Regions from separate parts of the Mus musculus genome. Here region 2 is linked to region 1. Evidence: chromatin contacts called from public Hi-C data. All regions are on one chromosome and are shown on one strand. The core of a region is the stretch at or near the end of the contact, and the rest is flanking DNA. Distances in the headings are between cores, read along the strand shown. Region 1 overlaps Gm35239 (a long non-coding RNA gene). Region 2 overlaps Akap6 (A kinase (PRKA) anchor protein 6).

Region 1 (5,952 bases), core at 3,201-5,700:
GCTATAGTCATGGGATATATTGTTTCATCTTGGAGTAATACCTTAGTTATTTCTCTTGGTGCATACCTGAAGTGGAAACTTAAGGTTTTTGTTGTTGTTGTTGTTGTTCTCGTTTTGTTTTGGATGCTGTTTTGCCTGGGGCAAACCTGTGAAGGAATGTTTAGCTGAAGTGGACATAGGTGAAAGACTAAGGCAGATTTGTGAAGGAACATTTGGCTGAAGCAGACACAGGAGAAAGGATGTCTGCTAAAGCAAGCACATGAAAGGACATGTATGATGTTTACTTTACATGGTGTAGTTGAGCTGCGTTTGTTGGGACTCCATAGAGAGAAAACACCAAAAAAAAACTTCTGGTGATATGCTACAGTTTCTTGCCATTTCTACAGACTTAGGCTGATTGGCAGAGTGATGTCAGCTGAGACAGACTCATGTGCTGAGACAAGACCTGTGGAAGACAAGTGATGTTTGGAGAGAGTATAAAAAGGACTTGATGGATACTGACTGAGGCTGAGCTTGGCTTGCTTATAGAGCTAGCTATGCAGTGCTTGTTGGTCTAGTGTCCTCACTGATCTTCTCTTCTTTCCTGAGAGAGGCACAGCTGAGAGCTTCTCTTGGTGTCCCTCCCTGGTCCCTCCTGCTGACTCTAGCCAAGGCAGAGGCCTGGCTGTTTCTTCTAGGTCCTGTCACTACTGTTGCTAACTCAACTCTACAGAACTAGACTGCTGGTGGACCCTTGAGGTGTTTGTGAGTGGATGGAGCTGCTGCTGCCTGCTGACCTGTGAACTGAACTGCGGATTTTCAGACAACACAGACGGGAGTTGCTCCAAAGAACCTTTCTAAACAGGTCCACTTCCCCCATATCCTTTCTTTCCCACTACCTCTGGTGGGTGGTGGGCTAAAAGGGAGGTTAAAGCATTTAAGAACCATCATTAAAAATAGGTTTTGAAAAAAAAATGAAAGTTACACAGATCCATTCTCTATGTGGGAATGCTAATTGTTCATAAGGAGGTAAGTTTGTAATTAATGGATATTTTTTCATTAATGAATTAAAATTTTTTTTGTACCAGAAAAAAAAAAGAAAGAAAAAGAAAAAGAAAAAAAGAAAAAAGGAAAGAAAAAAAAAGAAAAGAAAAGAAAAGGAAAGGAAAAGAAAAGAAAAGAAAAGAAAAGAAAAGAAAAGAAAAGAAAAGAAAAGAAAAGAAAAGAAAAAAATACCACCTGAGCTCCATACCTGAAACCGTGGTGGAAGAACTGGTCTCTGCAAGTTGTTCTCAGACCAACCCCCAACACAAAGTCTGTCTGTCTATCTGTCTCTGTCTCTCTCTCTCTCTGTGTGTGTGTGTGTGTATGTATGTATGTGTCTCTGCAAATTGTTCTCAGACCTCCCCCTAATATACAGTCTCTTTGTCTCTCTCTGTCTCTCTCTTTCTCTCTCTATATGTGTCTGTCTGTCTCTCATTTTTTTAAAACCTTAAAAACATCCACAATTTATCAAAATGCTTCATTTGTCATGACAACTTGCCTAGAAATTTGAAAAGACCTTTGCTATAGGCTATAACATTTCCTGTCATGTTTACGAACAGTTGACTGAAGCCAGGGAGTGGCCATCTGTGAGCATTTTGGTGCAGCTAAACTGGGGGCTGACAGAGGTTGACGGTAGTCATTTGTATATAAAGAATTCATTCCCAAAGTCTTAGCTATCAAATGCCAAGAAAGATGATTGTGAAAGGCAGGGACAGACTCAAGTATTTCCCAGCTGTTGTGGGCCCAGTTGTGTGTGTAATTCTGCCTGGAAGTGTTTACTCCTTGGTTGTCTAAGCAGAACTTTGTGGTGGCAAGTAAGGATTACTGGGCACAGCCAGCAGTTATCAAGAGATACGTGGTTATGCCAGTGAGCCTTACAGGAAAACGTTCAGCTTGGGGATCTTCAGCCACCCTCTTACATTGTACTGCTTGAGAGGTTTGTCCGGGGATTGTGTGCTGCACACATCTTCTAAAGACAGAGTCTTAGCTAGAATGTTTTCCAGGACTCTCAAGCTTCTCTCACTTCTCTTGTCTGCGTTGAAGCTCCTTCGACCTGGATATTGCAACAGCAACCCCTAGTGTGTTACAGGGTGAAAATAGAACTCCAGCTAATAAGGTGAGATGGAACAGGATGTGGCAAACAGGCATCTTGTTGTTTATTGAGCATCACAGGCAGAACTAAATAAGCAATATCATCGTGTTTTCTAGGTCTGGACAGCTGGGAAAAAAAGAAGGTAGCAGGAAGTTAGGTTTTAGATTACTTTAGAAAAGAATGCATATGCTAAGAGCCAGAGAGTAGGAGGGGATCAGTAGGTCACTGGAGAAGGGAGCTGGTCTTGTGAACAATTTGCTAGTCTTCCAAAGGCTGAAAAACTTGGCTGTGCACAGAGAGAGTGGTTAGGGCTTGGTCACAAAGGTCTTGCAGCTGATCTTTCAGATTGGAGGCCTACAATGGGGGCAAACGTCTTTTTCCCCTTAAGGTGGTTAAATTGAAATTCTAGAGATGTCAAACAATAAACTAAAGGCTATCAAAGCGTCAGTGGATGGTAGGTATTTACTAGTAATAGAGTTTTGATGAAAAGTTCTAGATCCAAGTAAGATAGGGAACTATAAAGAAGGTGGTGGTGACGGTGGCAATGGAGAGATGAGGCAGAGGGGATGGGAATGGGGACAACAGAGCCCACTCTCATGGAGCTTACAGTTTGTTCAGCTGCCAAGGATCAGCTCACCACAGCTTAGACCTTGGTGTTTGTATGTTTTGAGCATGAGTCACATACCGGCAGAGCGTGATTCCTCAAATGGAAAGTACCCATATAGTTCAAGATGTTGTCTCCTGCTTGCCCTGCCTGTCTCTTCTGAAAAAAGTGTAATCCCAAATGCCGGGTCCACCAAAGGGCTATTTTCTAAAGAAAGAATGATGGAGCCATGTACTTTTGAATGGTGAAGATGACAAACCTTGAGGTGACAGGACGGTGATGATGGGGTAAATCCTGACCCTAGGGGTGCTGAGCTGTGGCTTTAAGGACTCTGTTTCTCAGGGTCAAGTTTCACTCCCCATAGAAACAGCTGCATTGGCTCCTGCCAGGTCCTTTCCAGCAATAAGAAACGTTGTCTCAGGAGGCAGATACCATTTGAGAAAGTACAGAGCATAGGACATCTTGGGGACCCTATTATTTGGGGATGAGGGAAGACCAGACTGAACCTGAAAAGCAAAGAAGAGAGCATGAAGAGGGAGTATGAATCTAATAATCAAATTCAAGCTGCTAAGTGTTTCTAGGATTTTTATTCTAGGGTTCATTTTCTTTTTTCTGTTTTTTAGGGGGGGTTGTTTGTTTGTTTGTTTTCTGAGGCAGGGTTTCTCTGTGTAGCCCTGGTTGTCCTGTAACTCACTCTGTAGACCAGGCTGGCCTCGAACTCAAAAAATTGCCTGCCTCTGCCTCCCAAGTGCTGGGATTAAAGGCATGCGCCACCATTGCCCAACCCCTCAGGTTCATTTCCTGACTTGCATTTACTTAGGCCTGAGAGTGGTACTGTGGATATGATTGTTGGATGTTTGGGAGAAACACAGTTAATCTTACTTTTGTAGTTCAAATTATTTTTCAAAATTACTCACAAAGCTCACAGTCGTAGTCCCGATTCCTAAGTTGCAGTGGCTTCTTTAAGAACTACATGGTGTGGGTTTTCCTTTTGTATGGGATGTTTTTCCATTACCTTTCTTGTTCAGGGCAGGGCACTGCAGAATGAGATCCTTAGTCCTAGAAAGCAAGCCATCTGCCTTGTGTAGTACCTGAAATAGACACTGAATTATGGTGGTTCTCCTGTGTAACTTTGACAACTGCACAGCTTTTCTCCTTAAAAAGAGGCAATGCCAAGTCCATGGATGATTTTTTTTATATATACTATAATTGCATCTCCACAAACACAGGTGACAGATGACAGTGAAAGCTTCTGTTGGGACTAGTGCTGTTTTCAATGCAGAAGCTACGCGCTGGGTTTCTAACACGGAGATGGTATTGATCCAAGCCTTTGCAGTTGATCATCCAGGGTTTCCTTGTGTTATGCTTCTTCCTGCAGTTTCTGCTTCTCTGTGAAAACCAAAGTATCATGTAACCAGGATTGTAGGGTGGAGTGTGAGTGCGGCTTTAAAATATGCAGAATCCTTTCCAACACATCGGGCATTTACAAAAAAAAAATGTTTTTCACGTTGGGGATTGAATTCAGAGACTCGTGCTTGCTAAGCACACCCTTAGCCCCGCTAACTTTTAAAGAACTGATACCAAGGACCTCTGAGAGACAAAAAAAAAAAAAAAAAAAAAAAAAAAAAAAAAAAAAAAAAAAAAAAAAGCTGGGTGGTTTTGGAATTTTCTATGTGAGTGTTCTGCCACCTGCTGGAAAGGGCTCAGCAAGTTCTGAGAGCTGAGAAGCAAAGAAGCTGGTGCAGTTCTGGGCCCTCTTCCTCTCCACCCGGGCCCACTCCCAAGGCTGGCAGATAATAAAGCCTACAGTCTCTGTGCGGTTGGTTTCCTATCGACTCTCACAGGCTGGGAGCTGGTTACCCCACAGGGATTTCTCCTCTGACTTGTGTTGAGCTCGCTCTCCCAGCTCAGGCCTGGGCTGCTTCGCGAAGGGTCCTCACATCATCTTCAAGCTTCAGAACGCCAGGGATCCAGTGTGTTGCCTGGTGTTCCCTGTTTGCTTTGGTTTAAAGTGAACACAAAACAAAATATCTAATCCAAGTTAGGCACTACGTAAGCAGGAGGGCCAACTGACCCACTGAGAAAAGATATAGCCTCTTTCTCTCTGTAAGGATTATAGTCTCCCTACTCCTGAGTGCCAACACGGCTTCTTATTAAGTGATGCAGATCAGAGGCGTAAAGTACCATCCTCTAGACAAACTGCTGCAGCCTTCCTGAGATAAGCCTTACCCATTGCTAGCGTGCACCACCGAGGGCTGTTGTCATCACTTCCTAGAAGTGATGGATAGTCGTTGAACTCTCAGTAGTGCGTCCGGCCACTTTCCCCAGTCGTTTACAAACAGTTCTGCTCTAATTGCATGTGGCCTCAGCGTCTGGGAAAGGCTGAGGCATACAAGCTGGGGTAGATTAGGGAAGGGAGTGTCCATCCAGCAGCTATGAGGAAGCCACCATCCATGTTGCGTGAAGACTTTGCGGTGTGGCTGCTTTGGGGCTGCTGTCAGTGTCCCTTTACTCATGCTGTACACATAAGTCCCATCAACGTTCTGGTCCCCTGAGGTCAAATTTAGTGGACTCCAAACTTTGATTTGTCATTGAGATTTGGGGTGTGTGTAGGGTAGACATTTACATCTTTCTCAGGGAAGGAATTTTGGTGACAAGAATTAAAAATGTTCATTTTCCTGGCCAAAGAAAATGTTAGTAGCAATAAATCAAACTCCTTGCAAATGTTTCCCGATCTATAAAATCTCCAAATTTGGGCAAGCACAGTTTTTAAACCCTATGGTCTCAGCTTTTCTTTCATGTGACAACTTGTGAGAAAAAAAAGTGGGGTCAACAATTCTCAGTTGTGACTTCCATCTTTTCCCTGGAAAATTCGCCATAGAATTTTCTGTGCTGTGACCCACATAGGAACACAAAAATAAAAGCACAGTGGAATGAGGGTAGCGTCTCCTCACTAACTGGGTCGCTGCTTCCTAGACGGATCTTGTCTGTAGTAAATGCTTGGCCTGATTTCACCGTCCTTCAGGTCGTTTACTTTCTCTGGAGTTCTGGCAGGAGGATGCCCTTCCTGGATGGATGTGTGTATGCTCCTCCCATGGGGAAAACTTAGATTTTTTTGGCAGCCAGGCCCTCAAAGCAACTGGGACAGGGTGTGGAGGCCCAGCTTTGTCGCCCTATTGAAATTTCTCAAACACACAATGCTTTGGAAATATTTTTTACACAGGAGTACAGC
Region 2 (5,849 bases), core at 1,616-4,115, 180 kb after region 1:
CTATCTTACTGCCCACCCCTTTAGTGGAAAGCAGAACTCTAGCTTAGAAAATGGAGCTGGAAGAAAACAGCTTAGCAGCTTCTGAAAGAACCTTTACCTAAACACCATGGTATAAAATGTGTCTTCCTTGCTTTTTTTTTCTTCTTTTTGTTTGTGTCTTGTTTGGTTTGGGTCTTTAGGACAAGGTCTCAATGCATCCTCAGCTGGCTTTGAATTTATTACTTAGCTTTGGATGACCCTGAACTTCTGATCCTACTGCCCCCACCCTCTCCCCAAGTGTTAGGATTAACACAGGCCCTGCTACCTCCCATGTACGCAAAGCTGTGGATGGAGCACAGAAGGCTGTGACTACTAGGCAACCATATTACCAGCTGAGCCATGCCCCCAACCCTAAAGGTCAGGTCCCAACCATGAGGGCTGTGACTACCATGGCAATGAAGGGTATTCTGAACTCTAGTAGTTGTCTTGTCGAGTGTTCAGTGTATACTGGGATGTCCCAGCCTGCTTCCTAGATGATGGCTCATTTAGTACAAGCTGCCTCAGAGATTTCAAAAGCACCCTGAGAGAATGAGACTCAGCCGTCAGTCTCAACAGCTCACAATGGGGATTCTTCAGTCTCCCAAAGGGTTGTGATTCCTGGTTTCCTGTCATCCCGAGTGTCAGGGTGACCAAGAGCAAGGCTGAGTGGAACTGCTTGCGTATGCTGATGCAGGCCTGGTTCTTATGGTCTGGTCTCTATTACTTACTAGGAATTAGACACCAAACAGTACGATAACTTCTGTGAGTCTTAATATCTTTAGTTGTAAATATCTTACTTGGAAGGCTGTTGTTAAAACCAAGAAGGACCATTGTGTAAAACTCTGAAATTTCTCAAAGATCACATAAATCTTAGTAAATATAACTGTGACAGTTTCCCAACCAAAACACTGCTGCCACTCCTGTGACTTTAGTTAATAAGTGAATACATGGATACATGTGCTAGATTAGTGGCAAGTATATACACTACCAATCATAGTTAGACTCCTATATAATTTACTGATAGATACTAAAACACAACAAAATTATCCTTAGCCATGCTTAAAAGAAGCAGGCTATTTATTGTTCGAAATTGTGGTCAATAGAATATGATAAAAATAAACCTGATTTCCTGTCAAGATAAAAACAAACCCCACAGAACACTGTGTTCCTACATCAGCGTGTGTTCACACCGAGATCCCTGTACGCAGTACTGGTTGTCTCTAAGTCTTCCTCAGCATTAATGATAGTGCAGTTTTTAATGTTAGCACCTAAAACCTCATTTCCATATAACAAAGTACATCGGTACCAAATGTTTCCTCTTTCCTTAACTCTCCATGAAAGTTTTTGGTTTCCCGCTAAAAAGTGACATTGAGAAATTCCTTTATAGCTTTCTTGTCTTGGTTTGTTTTATTTTAGTAGGAATGATATAGTTTAAGGTAGGGAGATCGCACAGCAGGTAAGAGAGCTTAGCTATACAAGTATTGAGGACTAAGTTCAGATTGCCAGAACCGTGTAAAAAGCTAACTATGCTCACACATGAACACCTGTCACCTCAGAGTCTATATGGCTGTCGGGTGTCATTAGGGCTTGCTGGCCCAGCCTAGCTCCAGGTCCATTGGGAGACCCCGCCTCGAGGGAATAAGGCAGAACATCACAGAGCAGAGCACCAGATATCCGTCCCTGGTTGTGCTCATGTAACTTCGCATGCACATGAGCATACACACACACACACACACACACACACACACACACACACACTCAAAATGGAATGATAAACTTGGACCAATGTAGTCAACTGGGCTGATAAAGCTCCTTGTGATGTGTTTGGGGAGGGTGTGAAGGCATGCGTGTGTGCACACGCCTGCATGGGCTTGTGGGAGGCTAATCTCAGGTGTCCTTACTCAGTTGCTGCACACCTTCAGACAGGTCTTTCCATTGGCTTCAGTCAGTACAGCCTCCTCAATTCTGGGATCACTAGCATGTACTGCCACACCCGCCACACCCGTGATTTTCTGTAGGCTCTGGGGATCGAACTCAAGACCTCCCGCTTCCAAGGCAAATGTTATACTGACTGAGCCATCTCTCCAGCTTATTTTTCCCTTCCTTTTCCTCTTGCCTCTTTCTTTTCCTTCCTTCCCTCACCCCTCTATACCATCCTGCCCCCTTTCTTACTTTTTCCCTAGATACTGAGGTTTGAATTTGGAGCCTTGTTCATGCCAGACAAGCGCTGAATTAACTGAGCGATGTGCCCAGCACCAGGAAGCTTCTCTGATTCCGGAATCTCTAATGAAGTATTACTATGTTTCATTTCTAATAACCCAAGCTGAGAAAACCACAAATGAAAAAAAAGAGAGAGCTTGATTATTATCTTTTTTCTCAGCTGTCTAACAATCTGGCAATGAAAACCTCATTTGACGGAGAAAGGCTTCCTATCTGCAAACAGATCAGACTTGGGAAACACTGCAACAGACAACCCAGCCCCCACCCCATGCTTTGTGTAGGTCAAAAATTACGTTAACTGTTAGCTGGTTTGCACGATTCTCAAGACTCTCTTTTAGGCTGGCTGCTACATGAGAAAATACGGTGTGTTGTTGAGTTCTCCATTTTGATATACTCAAAGCTGGTAAGTAGAAAACACAAGCTTCCTACTTCCCACAAATCCATTCTGGGAGCTGAATAATTTATTACCCTCTCAGGAAAAAGGACCCTGCTGTCAGGGTTCCAGCTTCTACTTTCTGCTCCCTCCCATGATCCTCCTCTCTTCTTCATCTCCTGGGGAGCTGCAACAGAGGACGCTGCTTTCTTGGCATGCTCTTGTTTATTTGTGGGCGTGTGGACTGGTATCTAGGAAACTTTCCAAGGAGCACAGTCATGCACGGTATGGAAACCACATGCATACACCACACCCTGCTCCCCGCACAGCAGCGTCTCTGGAGAAGTTTCTGTTGACTAAATCTCTTCTGTATCTCCTGGCTGTCCTCTAGATGTGGTCCCGATTGCTTTTTGTTGTTCGTGGTGTTTGTGTTGATTTTTACATACTTTTCTGTTTATAAAGTAACACGTGAAATATCTATGTCTATCTCACCATCCTGTCCAGTAGGGTAGCGTCTGGTCACATGCGATTATTTAAATTTAAATTAATTAAAATGAACTTAAACTAACAAAAACTCAGTTACATGCTCAAACACAGTAAGGGTAGAGCGTGTCGGACTGGACTGGAAAGCCCAGAGAACGGCTTCTGCCCAGGGGAGGAGCCACACTGTAGAGCAGGCTAACTTACCTTCTCTCCATAGTTCTACTGTATCATACAGGGTCCTTTGCTCTTACTATAAGTGCTCCATTGTGTTCTACTGCTTGGATGGTCCTTAATTCACTTATCTACGGATAAATATATAGATTGCTTCTATTTTCCCTGTTTTGAAAACAATTTGACTCTTTTTTTTGCATATTTGCCTTCGTATACTTATCTAAATGTTGAAAATTGGAATTGGTCTACATTGTCCAATTTTGGTTCATATTTCCAAGCTACCCTTTAGCAACTGTATCAAATGACTGTAATTCCTTTGGCCTGCTGTGAGTCACTGAACTTTGCCATTTAAACTAGAGCCATTAGAATACTTACCCTGTCCCTTACTGGGTAATCACGAGATACAAGTAATATAAACATACTAATACTTTAAAAATAAAACATCAAGGCCATGTATGGTATTTATATTAATTTGTATGATAGTTGTAAGGACAGGGGTGGGAACCACGAATATGTTGTTATCTAGTTTAACACAAAAGAAAGAATAGTTGTGGAGATCGGGGTAAGATTGCGGCCCAGGAGATTTCCTTATGGGGTAGAGCCTGTGGCTCCAGAATCATTGTGATTGTAGGCATAGGCATTTGCTAATAGGAAGGCAGAACTCTCCAAGGACACTGAGAGAAGTGAGGTGACTTTGGTTTTGGTGTTAGAATGGAGAGAATGAGATGACAGACCATCCAACTATTCTGTTCTTTCTATACACAACACAAGACTCCAGAGACATGAAATGAACTAGTGGGGCTCATTCCTAGCAGGTGGTGGAACCCAATACCCCGACTTCTTACTGTCTAGTCGGGGTCTCCTTTAGGGTCCCCCTCCCACCACCCCACCCCCATTTTGAAGGGTACAGTCAGGAGATGATTTTACTGTCTTGAACGTGAAAGTCATGCTGGTGTTGGGTAACTGACATTTACTTAGTCTATTCTTGAAACGAATACTTAATGAAGGCTAGCGAGGCACGTGGAAGTCGGACCTCACAATGCTGCTTACCAGTCACTTGAAACGGCAGCAGGAATCCTAGAACTGTCCATGCTGACTCTGGGGCCAAACGACAAATCGCATCTGCTCCTTACAAATGGCAGCCACGCCATGTCACCTTCCTTAGGAAGACGCTCTGTTTTTAGTTCACCTCGAATTTTAGTTCCCTTTAAAAATAGGAAATCAAATGACTAGGCAGCCTTAAGTTATGCAGGAGATTAGGAGTAGCCTGTAAAACCAGCCAGATGTCCAGGACCTCCAGGCTCTGTCTGAAATGGCCTCAGAATCCCTTCCAGGGAGGCTGTAACTGCTAGACTTCTTCATGGTCCCTCTTTTCATTGGAATGTTCAACTTTAAAATTACTTTCTATTTGTTCTGTAAGAATTTCACATATACACATAACATATTTGATATTTTCATTTCCTACTCTTCCCTTTACCTCCCTCCAGATAGATCTGTCCTCACTCCTCCCCCCACCCCAGCTTGTGTCTTTTTTTTTTTAAATAACTTTGGTCTAATTTGTGCTGCTCATATACTCATGCATGTGGGGCCTTCCACTGATGTGTGGTTGACCAGTCAGGCACCATAGCCTTAAAGAAAACTGAGTCTCTTACCCACAGAAGCCCTCATCTGTCAACAGTACCTCAGCTAGAGGTGGGGACCACACTCTGTACATCTCCAGGGGTTGACTTAACTGGAGGGGCAAAGGATGAAGAAATCACAAACACACAGACACGTAGGCAGAGAAAACCTGGGATGGGGTGGTCTGCGCTCTCTGATGGAGAAGCTGCAGCATCATGGGGGCTCAGCATGATTATTTATATAAGGGAGGCAGGCATTAAGTAGAGAGGCAGGGTGATTGCACATGGCTGAATAAGGAGGCAAGTTTGGCTAATCTTGGTAGGAACAGTTTCTGTAGTAGAGCAGTCGTAGGTCATAATCATGGGAGTGGGGAAGCTACAGGTGGGCATTGTCTGTATATATTATCAACAACCACACTGAGACCAGAGGGATGTTCTGCTATCTGGCTGAGCCTTGCCCAGGGAAGGCTTCGACACTTCCAAGGTTCCTTTGAGGCTCCTTGACACGGCTGTGGCCACGTCAACAATGTCAGATGGGGGACTGTGAGTCCTCCCGACTCTGTGCTGGACTGGCTTGATCTTGTGCAGGTCTTATGCAGGCAGTCTTTGCTACAGTGAGTTCATGAGTGCAACAGTCTGGTCATGTTCCGAAGACATGATTTCACTGCAGTCTTCCTTGACCGCTGGCTCTTTTCTACGTCCTTTCCACGGTTGGTCCCTGAGCCTTGAGGGAAGTTGGAGTATGATACAGATGTCCCACATGTGACTGAGCATGACACAGACATCTGTTCTTTACACCTTTACTAGCCGTGAATTGTTTTACAGGTCCACTAGCTGCTAGAAATTGATCTTCCAATCTCATTTATTCATTTATTTAGCATCCATATGTCCTAAATTATAGCTGAGCTCTTAACCCCGGAGCTGTCAGAACCCCTCCAGGGAATCCTGTGCTGAAATCAAAGAGA

Evidence for each region. Hi-C and Micro-C count contacts between places; a contact is called where the count stands out from the background.
Region 2: a contact with region 1 is called in a Hi-C map of embryonic fibroblasts, with 2.3 times the contacts expected there. The contact joins two enhancer-like sites. A contact is called at or near these places in 1 of 39 promoter capture datasets (the 3T3-L1 cell line), 21 of 484 Hi-C or Micro-C datasets (the 3T3-L1 cell line, 3T3-L1-derived adipocytes, the AML12 cell line and 13 more) and 5 of 115 datasets of contacts at active chromatin or transcription factors (DN3 thymocytes, the NIH/3T3 cell line, the SCID.adh cell line and 2 more).

Annotation. Positions count from the first base shown.
Region 1 is chr12:52,633,596-52,639,547 of GRCm38.p6, forward strand. The region is part of intron 3 of Gm35239 (a long non-coding RNA gene); the gene reads left to right. Among named protein-coding and RNA genes, the nearest start is that of Gm23296, 32 kb to the left of the region's middle. Within about 2 kb of position 4,451, at least 55 of the 459 cell types and tissues checked have an H3K27ac peak or open chromatin away from gene starts, as enhancers often do. A contact at or near this core is called in the C2C12 cell line, the NIH/3T3 cell line and embryonic fibroblasts, where this site is marked.
Region 2 is chr12:52,815,951-52,821,799 of GRCm38.p6, forward strand. All of the region lies in intron 2 of Akap6 (A kinase (PRKA) anchor protein 6), which reads left to right. It overlaps Gm51971 (a long non-coding RNA gene), which reads left to right. Exons shown (of 2, transcript XR_003950181.1): 1 at 1-2,641. Among named protein-coding and RNA genes, the nearest start is that of Gm51971, 20 kb to the left of the region's middle. Within about 2 kb of position 2,866, at least 106 of the 459 cell types and tissues checked have an H3K27ac peak or open chromatin away from gene starts, as enhancers often do. A contact at or near this core is called in the C2C12 cell line, the NIH/3T3 cell line and embryonic fibroblasts, where this site is marked.